Regions from separate parts of the Gossypium hirsutum genome. Here region 2 is linked to region 1. The links are chromatin contacts, called in public Hi-C maps. All regions are on one chromosome and are shown on one strand. Each heading gives the region's core, a stretch centred on a gene start, on an enhancer-like site or on the middle of the called end of the contact. The rest is flanking DNA. Distances are from core to core; before and after follow the strand shown.

What was found. A called contact is a pair of places that touch in the nucleus more often than the background predicts.
Region 2: a Hi-C map of leaf shows a contact between it and region 1, with 2.0 times the contacts expected there. The contact joins the promoter of LOC107887259 here to the promoter of LOC107962761 in region 1. A contact is called at or near these places in 4 of 34 Hi-C or Micro-C datasets (all in leaf).

Annotation. Positions count from the first base shown.
Region 1 is chrA06:17,436,048-17,440,869 of Gossypium_hirsutum_v2.1, reverse strand. It overlaps LOC107962761 (inactive protein kinase SELMODRAFT_444075), which reads right to left and starts at 2,109. Exons shown (of 9, transcript XM_016899260.2): 1 at 1,171-2,109; 2 at 226-386; 3 at 47-141. The coding sequence starts at 1,333.
Region 2 is chrA06:17,735,330-17,740,210 of Gossypium_hirsutum_v2.1, reverse strand. LOC107887259 reads left to right here and starts at 2,789. Exons shown (of 2, transcript XM_016811449.2): 1 at 2,789-3,237; 2 at 3,339-4,642. The coding sequence starts at 2,792. The coding sequence ends at 4,629.

The DNA.
Region 1 (4,822 bases), core at 860-3,359:
TGTGATACATCATGCAAGAGAACAAAGTTTACATTGTATATATTACTTGTCCAATATGACCCAGTTGGATTGGGCTTTCTTGGCTTCAGTTGCGACTATTCCATATGGTGATCCAGGAACAATTTTTATCCTCACTTTTACCTGCAAGCATAACTTCAAAATTCAATTCCAGGAACAAAAAATGTACTAACTAAAGAAACATTAGAAAATAATAAATCCACAAACCTTGTCGGGGTCATAAACATCTTTTAACTGGAAAATCATTTGGGAGCATGAATCTGCAATATCTTGTTTTGCATCTGAATTAGCTCCTGAGGCTGAGAGAGACTTCCAATGACCAGTGGCACAATCACTGGTAAATCTTGAAATACCCCATATCCTTCTACCTGAGAATCAGTGAAGTTATAAACAGCAAATAGTTTGAAGTGAATAAAGCAGCAGAATGCTTAAAACCTCATTTGATATATAACTGAACCTGATAATTGCATATTAGGATGATAAGAAATTTCAATGAACATTATCTTAGCCTAGGCTTTGAGCATTTCGACCTGATAATAGATCAATTAGTTTCGATAACGTTCTTTGTTAGTCACCATTTATAATCTGTAAAGCGACTGTATCAAACATAGAATGAAGAAGCTGAGATTAGCAGTTATGAACCAACCAACAGCCAATGTTCAACAAAGGATTAAAGGAACATTCTGCAATTTCACCACAAGCTCACTATCATTTACTCATACTAAGTGACGTTAAAAAGCATCATTAACTTCAGAAACATAAAGAATTTCATTTTCCACTTCAACATGTACATAGGTAAAGAACAAGGACAAAATAAGTTCCTCCAAAACTTTTCTTCCTATTGGATAAAAAGGCAACAAATTTTGTTGCAATGACTGCATCTTGCCACTTGTAAGACTTCAAGGTTTCAAGATCCAAACCTGCCAACCAGGCAAAATCTCTATACGCCGACTAATTACATTTTATGCTTTAGATCATCTAGTGATAATTCTTTCCTTAAACATAAGCAAGTGGTGTAGAAGTAGAACATATTAGTTATCAAACATATGAAAAGCAGAACCCAATGTGCTCAATGATTTTATCATCATACAAAAAGTAAAGAGAAAACAAATAAAAGTGAAAAATGTGTTTAAGAGGGAAAAGTTAAGTTACTTGAGGAGTGGACAGGAATAACTACGAGCAGCTTAATGCAATCCCCAGGCTGGGCAACATGAGTCAAAGCCCAGACCAGAGCAGTCCTTGGGATCTCCCTTGCTGCTTTAACAGCCACCACCACTACTTTATTAGCCAAATCTGAGCTACCCTTCTGTTTCATCTCCAAAGCCAAGCTAGAAACTAAACCCCTAAACACCTTCCACACACCCCATAATCAAAATCCACCCACCCCCCTTTCTCCATCATAAACAAAACTCTCGATCAAAAAAGACTGTATTTTTCCCTGATTCACAATACCCGAGATGCCCTTTTTTTTTTTTACCCCCTCTTTGAAGTGCTCGGCAGAAAAGCTTGATTTGAAAAAAGAGGGAGTAGCAGACAGGGACGTGCACTTCAAGGTAACTTTATCAAATCAAGTAATAAGCTCTTTCTCATAAAAAGGACGTGTCAAAAACTCTAGTTACCAAGCTGCAAAACCCCTCTTTCTCTCTTTCTCTCTCTGTATTAAAAGACAGCTTTGCCTGGTTTGGATGCAATAAAGGAACTTGTATCCGTTATTGTAACTTGTAAGAACAAGGTCAGCTTTCTTTCACAGAAACTGAGGCTGCCTTTTCTTTAAGATCATGTAAACTGCGTGAGCTTTCTTTACAAAAAGAAAAACGATTCTTGTGCTACAAAAGCGGTTGGCCTAATTTTAGAAGCTTTTCTTTTGTTTGTCTTGTCAACTTTGTTAATGTTCATACATATATATCCTCCAGCTTTCTACAAAATTACAACAAAGCTTAATAGGCAATTATATATTAATATATTATCATATAATTAACAGGCGACAAAAAGAAAACAGGGCATGGTTAAAGATAAGACGACAATTTAGTACCAAACCACATGTAATTATGTAAGTAATCAGTTGCATGATTGGAGGAAAGCTTTTTCTTACCCCCTTTTTTTATCTCCCTTAATCTGGACTTTTATAAGCTATGAAAGTTGAGAGTTGGTAATGGAGGGAAGCTAATTGTGTACAGTTTTCAATCTGTTTACTAGTGTTTGGTCATGTGGCTTACCTTCCATTTTGTTTTAACACTAAAATATTTCTTATGAAAAGCAACAAAAATGTACTTTAAGATCTTGGGGTTTCCTATTTCTTGCACATTGAAGTTATCATTATTTGATCTACAGTTTTTTTTAAGGCAACTGTCTCTTGGGACTTGAGACAGTAATCAATTATTTTCTGTCTTAAAAATATACACAGATAAAGTACAGCTTCTTTTTTTTAAAATGTGGCACTTAAATTAGTGCAGGAACATCAATTAAATTTTCTTTTGTTTTGTGTAGTTCTAATACGACACAGCATGGCAGATTAGTAGTGTGGTAGGACATAATATATGAACCCTACATACTGACAAATGAAGACAAAGAGCTTGTGGTAGGTCATGGCAACATCAATTAGCAACTTGATGCCATTTGAATTCAAAGGAATTGTCAATTTGTAGACAGCAAAACTTCAGCTTATAGTTTTATCTCTCTTCTAGAAATGAATGTCGATGATTTGTAATAATTGAATAATCGAATTAGTGATTAAATCAATAAAATAATTATTAAATAATTAATTAAATTTCATAATAAAAAAATTAAAATTATAGAACCACTTGTAAGAGAACATATTCAAAAGGTCTATGATCCCAACATTTTTAATTTTTCGTATGTCCTCCTTTGCACCGAAAAATTGAAGGACAAATAGTCAACCAGAGATCTACAATTGAAAAGAAAAAATGCAACACAGCTAAATTCAATGGGATATTACATGACAGTTTACAGCAGATAGGGTGTAGTTAATGGTGAAGATAATTTATATCAAGGACTGTAATTTCACATGCAAACATTGATTTCTGGTAGTATAAACTATGAAGAAATGAAGCAAATAAATTGAGAGGTAGGTTAGAATTTGGCATCCAAAAAGCTCCCAATTATATCATTCTTTTTGAAAAGTGGGACCTAAAGTTAGATAGCTAGACGCAATGGATGACTACCTTTACTAAAGATAAATAATAATGAAAGAGAAACTTTAAGATATTCCCTCATCTTTTTTTATACAAAGCTTTGCTCCAAATCTGTTCTTCTACAAACAGGAAAAGAATCAAAATTTAAAGACAAATATATATATATATTCTAATTCACTCAATGAAACTTTTTGAGATCATCAACTTAAACAACTTTGGTGCTAAATGATTTAGCTTTTGACAATGAATGCAGGAAATAAAAGACAATCTTAATTTCACAATCACATAACAAGGTTACAAACGTATATGGATTGTTGGCTGCAACAGTTAAAACAATGATGAAGATGCTTTCTTTTTATCTTTTGCTTGCTAAGCTAGATTCTGTTTTGGCAGGAAGCATATTTGTATGTTAAATAGTTTTGTTACTTTGGATAAACATTCACACAAATCCCCCAAATGTTAATGCATTTATGAACAACAACAGTGATTATGCACCAACATATTGTTGAACTTGTAAGTTGATATTTCCATTTGCCAAGCTAAGATTTAGCCCTAAATGGTTAAGGTTCTTGAGCTTGAGTTTGGCAAAGCCAAGGAGAACTTTTTTATACTAGCGGTTGTGGTAAAGGTAAAGTCAGTCACCACTTATTACTGTGTCCAAACTACAATCAACTTTCATCGTAATATTTGATTTTTTGCATACAGAAAAACCAGGGCGTGTTTAAGAAATTCTAAATTAAGAAACCATTGCTGTGGTAATTAAGACTTATAAAGGGAAATAAGGCAGATAACTATAGGGATAAATACTAAAATTATACATCAATTTTAATATAATTTGGAATGTTATATATTAACTTTAATTTAGTGCATTTGTATACATCACACTTTAATTTTGATTCAATTTTCACATTTTACTAACTCCGTTATCTATGTAATACAATTTTCCATTAAGCCATGTGAAAATTGTTGATATAGTATTTTATTAGGTTAAAAAATAAACAAATAACTTTAATTTCTTTCCACTTAGATTAAAAGAAAAAAAATCTTAAGAAAAGGGTTTCTTTTTTCTCCAAAGAAATCTATTGTTTTAATGTAGGTAAAAATAATTTAAATTTATTTTTTTAATGTAATAAAATGTTATGTCAATAATTTACAAATGATTAAACTAAAAAATGTGCCACATAGATAACGGTTATTTTGATGTATACAAATATACAAAATTAAAATTGATAAATAACATTGCAAATTCTATCAAAATTAATGTACAATTTTGATATTATATCCATACCCAAAAATAGGTATTGTGAAACGAGAAGGTTGGATTAAGGCTTTTCCTTTTAAGAAAATTGGGCTTAAGGTTTTAGACAAATTCTTAAATTGGAATGGACTTCAAGGATTTCAAATGCATTATAGTGCTGTGAATATTTACACAAGCAGCTCTGAATTCTTAGTACTGTCATAAGCCTTTATATTCTTCATTGAATTATTGATTGTCATGGAAAAGGAGTCTTATTAGTGCTCATTGAAGGGTTTCTTCTGAACTCTGAACAGGTCAAGAAATATCTCATAGCATAATTAATGCATGTTGAACCAAAAGTAAATGCACGCATTCATACACATGTGAATTCTGACTAAACATCTCATAACAAGGA
Region 2 (4,881 bases), core at 1,540-4,039, 300 kb before region 1:
ATTCATTTTCGAGAAATCCATCAGATATCCTTTTTATTCAACTGGGACATTTTATCATCTTTTTATTAATACAACATTTTTCATAAATTATTTCACAATGAATAAGACAATTATATTACAATTAATAGCATACATTTTAATGTATTTTAAAGTGTACATTCAAGTTATACGAACTTACCTAGTAATCGTTTCGGATTCGTATTTCAGTTACTCTAAAACCATTTTCCTTCCACTGTCGACCTCCGGGATTGGTCTCTTAGGGTCCATATAAGCAAAATTAAATTTTTAATACATTACATTATTCATTTTTGGCCTAAAACTCAACCTAAGGCAAAATGACCATTTTGCCCCTAACCTTTCACACTTTTTTACAACTTAGTCCTAAGACTCGTATAATGAAATGCATGTAATTTCTTGGATACCCAAACCTAGCCAAATGTTTTCATACTTATAGCAGCCCATATTTTCCTTCATTTCACATTCTTCTACCCATTTTTACAACCTTTACAAAATGGTCCTTTTAGCCATTTCCATGAAAACTACTTAGTAAAAGTTGTTTACCACTCTTCAAACTCTCATATTCCTCTATAAATAATCAAAACACAAGCATCTCATGCATGGGTAAATTTTTAAACACGAATCCTAGCTTGAAATATGGGTAGAAATAGAGAGAGCACGATACGAGGATTTCAAAATACAAAGAACAGTAAAACGAGGCTAGGGAGCACTTACTATTGAGCTTGGAAATGTTGAAAACCCTAGCTATGGAGAACATACAAATTTCGGCAGCTATGGGGAAGAAGATGGCTGATTTTAGCTTTCATTTTCCCTTTTTATTAATTTTATTACCAAAAGACCAAAATGCCCCTCTTTACCAAACTTTCAAATTTTTCCATGCATGCCCATTTTTGTCCAAAAACTTAGAAATTGAGAAAATTTCTATTTAAGACCTCCTAACTAATATTCCAAATCAATTTCATACAAATTGCTTCTAGAACCCAAGTTTTGCAATTTATTCAATTTGGTCCTTAATTTCCAATTGGACACCTTATACTTAGAATTTCTTCATGAAACTTTAACGCATGCTTATTTTCATATCCTAGGCATCATAATAATCATAAAACAAATATTTTAACATCATATTTGTGGTCTCGAAACCAATATTCTGACTAGGCCAAATTTTGGGATGTTATAGGGAGATTGGATCAACACATCAAACCACACTATCCAACTCACTCCGGTAGTTTTTGCAATGTATATTATGGTTTATATGGCATCTATAGGGTTGATTTGGAAATTAAATAGTTTTAGACATGGCTGTGAGTGATATATGCTTGTATGTATGTAATTAGTAATAGATTTTGATAAATAAATGAGATGGATTAAATAAGTAAGTTTAAGTATTTGAGTATTTGTGATGTTATGTCATGCTTAAAACATGATTTTGGCTTGTGTTGATTGCTTGTTTGGGATGTATTGATATATTAAAATGTTGTGTATAGGTTGACATCAAAATGGGTGAGAAAAGTGGCCATGAAATGGCCTATTTTCATCCACACAGGTAGAGACACGGGCGTGTCTCAGCCGTGTTTGAAACACGACCTAACACATGGCGTGAGTTCCCGCCGTGTGTCCCCTACATCTTTAAAATTGAGAAACAAAATGTCCAGGTTTTTGCACACGGTCTAGCACATGGGCGTGTGGTTTGGCTATGTGACCCGTGCACCTTAATTCTACAAGTTAGTATGTTCACATGGCCTAGCACACTGGCGTGTGGCTTGGCCGTGTGACCCAAGTTAGAGAGTTACACGAGCTGGGACACGATTGTGTGCCTCACATCAAAGGCCCACACGGCCTAAGACACATGCCATCACTGACAATGGATAAGGGTTAAGGGTGTTACATACCATCACTGAATAATAATATGACATTTCATCGTTAAATAAAATAAAAAAATAATTGAAGACTTATAAATAAACACGAATAACTTTATCTAAACATTATTAAATAATTAATTATAAATAAATACTAACACTCTAAATCGAAGACCTTAAACCTTATACACGAGACTCTAAATCTTAATCCCTTAAATTCAAGATCTTAAATTTGAGAGTTATTAATATTTATTTATAATAATTATATTTAATATTTAATTATATTTAAATAAAATTATTAGTATTTATTTATATATTTTATATTTTTATTTAATTTACTGATAATGTATTATATTATTTATTGATGGTGAACACTTACGTCAAACAGTTTTGCGTAGATATTAACAATCTTTTCTATTTTCCATGTTAATGTCAAGTAAAGTTGAAATTTGTAACTCAAATTAAAAGTGTTCAAACGGTTAATCGAATATTTTTAATCATTTAACAATTAACTGAATTAAAAAAATTTAAAATAAAATTAACCGAACCGAAATATTTCGGTTAATTCGGTCGGTTAACCGAATTAACCGAAATTTATATGTTTTTATTTTTTTAATTAAAATAAGTATAAAACATATAAAAATATATATTCATTTAACTGAATTAACCAAATTAAAACTACATATAATTTGTATTATTAATTATTAAATTTGGTTAATTCAATTAATTTGATTAATTACCCGATTTCGAATTGAATTATCCAATAACCAAAATTTAAAAAAATTATTAACCGACTTCCAACCGAATTAAAATAATTAACAAACTAATTAACTAAATTAAATTAATTCAATTGATTAATTCAATCTTTACCGAAATTTACTCAAACCCACCATTCATGAAAGGTTAGCGTATAGCACATGCTTCGCATTTGTGCTTTCGAGTCTCTTCCCATGGCGTCGCCATGTGACCTGTTGCCTTTGGGTCTCAGTCCACGCCTACAAAAAGGAAAAGCCCACCCGGCCTGCATGTACCCAGTTACTCTATGCCACGTCTCATACACTTTCTATCTATCTATTTTATTTTCAGATGAAACCAGAAGAGGTTTTCCCGCGCTTTCCCTCCTAGAAGACGGAGGAAGCCAGCAAAAAATGGAGGCATGGGTTCCGTTGTTCGACATTTTCATGAATAGCCCTACACCTGAAATCGAAGCATCTCTTTGGCTGCAACAATGTTTCAATGCGACAACATTATCATCTTCAACAACAACTCCAATCACCGCAAGCTCTTTCCTTTCTTTGCTTACCAAACCCTGCAATCTCTTTGTCGATGACTCATCTTTTTCTTCACCTCTCACACCAAAAAGGTAAACCCATAAACTTAAGGCAGGAAAGAAACTTTCTTTGTTTTTTTCTTTTCAGATTTAGTGACTGATGAGTTTGATATATTTTTTTTATTTTGCTTAAGGATAATGTTTATAGAGACTCTACCAGGTATGGTTCAGTCAAGGGTACTTTCATTTCTTGCTTTGGAGAATGAGAGGTTTAATGGGAAGGAATTATCTAAGCTCGCACGCAGTTTGTTGACTGAAAGTCAAGGGCTTGATTTTTGGGTCAAGAAAGCAGCACGGGATCTGCTCGACAGAGTGTCTGAACCAAATCATGTTAATAAGTGGATTTCTGGTTTTAGTCTGGAATCTGGCGAAGAAGTAGTCGGCCAAGAGTTTGAGTCCTTACCGGATTGGCTCAAGGACGTGGCTGCTGGTAATGATCCACTTCTCTATTGGCTTCCTTTATCTGCAGCTGATTGTGGTCCTCGTTTTTATGATGATAGCTTGGAAAATGATGAGAGTTTGTTCAGTCAAGTTGAGGAAAATGGAGAAAATGGTTTGAAAGAAGTTGGGGACGAAATTGAGATGGATCGGGTTCTGAATGTGCCTTTAGAACCTGAAATTGAAAATATGGCTGCTAGTTTGAGAGACAGGGTTATAAACTTAGAATCTAGTTTCAAAGCTGTAGCATTAGCAAATGAAATTCGTGAACTTTGCTTGGATAAAGGAATGGATCCTTTTCAAGTTCTGTGTCTGATTGAGCCTTGGAAAGCCGAGGATGAGGCTGCTTCGGTGCTAATTTCTCATCTTTCAAGTGGGGATGAAGATGAGCTTGCTTGGCCAAGTCAGGTTCTCTGCTCAATTGTGCTTCCTAAGTTCTTGGTTCTAGAAGAGCCAGCCTCACGTCTGCTACTGACTTCAACGATTGAGTACTGCAAGCTCCATCAGAGGGCTGCGGTGCACGCATTATTGTTTCCACTTGTACTACGAAAGGAAGGTATCAATAACCCCATCTGTGATGTGATTACTAGGATTCTGAGGGAATGCCTGCACCTGGTTCATGTTTCTGCCTTCTGCCAGACACTTCTTTGCGGAGTTGAGGAGGAGAGGAGATTCATTTTACTCCCATGTCATGAATACCATGTCTCGAAGGAATTGGTATGGACGGATTCATTGTTTAACCTCTTACACAACATTTTAAATCATAATGTTCATTTAACTCAGGAGTCAGCTGATCGTCTTGTGTACCATGTTAGGAACATAGCCGAAAGATTTTCCAAATCTTTGAAATTTGGAAACTTCGTGTTATGTCTGGTCACTAAATGTTCTTCACAACTTAATTCACATAAGAACGTACTGACTGAAGCGGTTGAGTCCACGAATACTCTTGTTACGAAATCCATTTTATTAAGAATAGCTAGCTTATAATTATTGTGTTTAATCTCTCTTTTTAATGTTTATTCTAGCTGAAATTTGAAATATTGATCGATACAAGCTGAACTTTTCTAATAGTATGTATAGATATAATTATTAGTTCATGAACTTTCTTTATAATTTGTAGTATATATCTTAATGGCTTGTTTGGCGTACTGATACATCTATCATTATTAAACTGCAATGGTGCTGACATCTAGAAAACTGCTTGAAATGAGAAAAACCAAAGAATGAAGCATTGGTTTA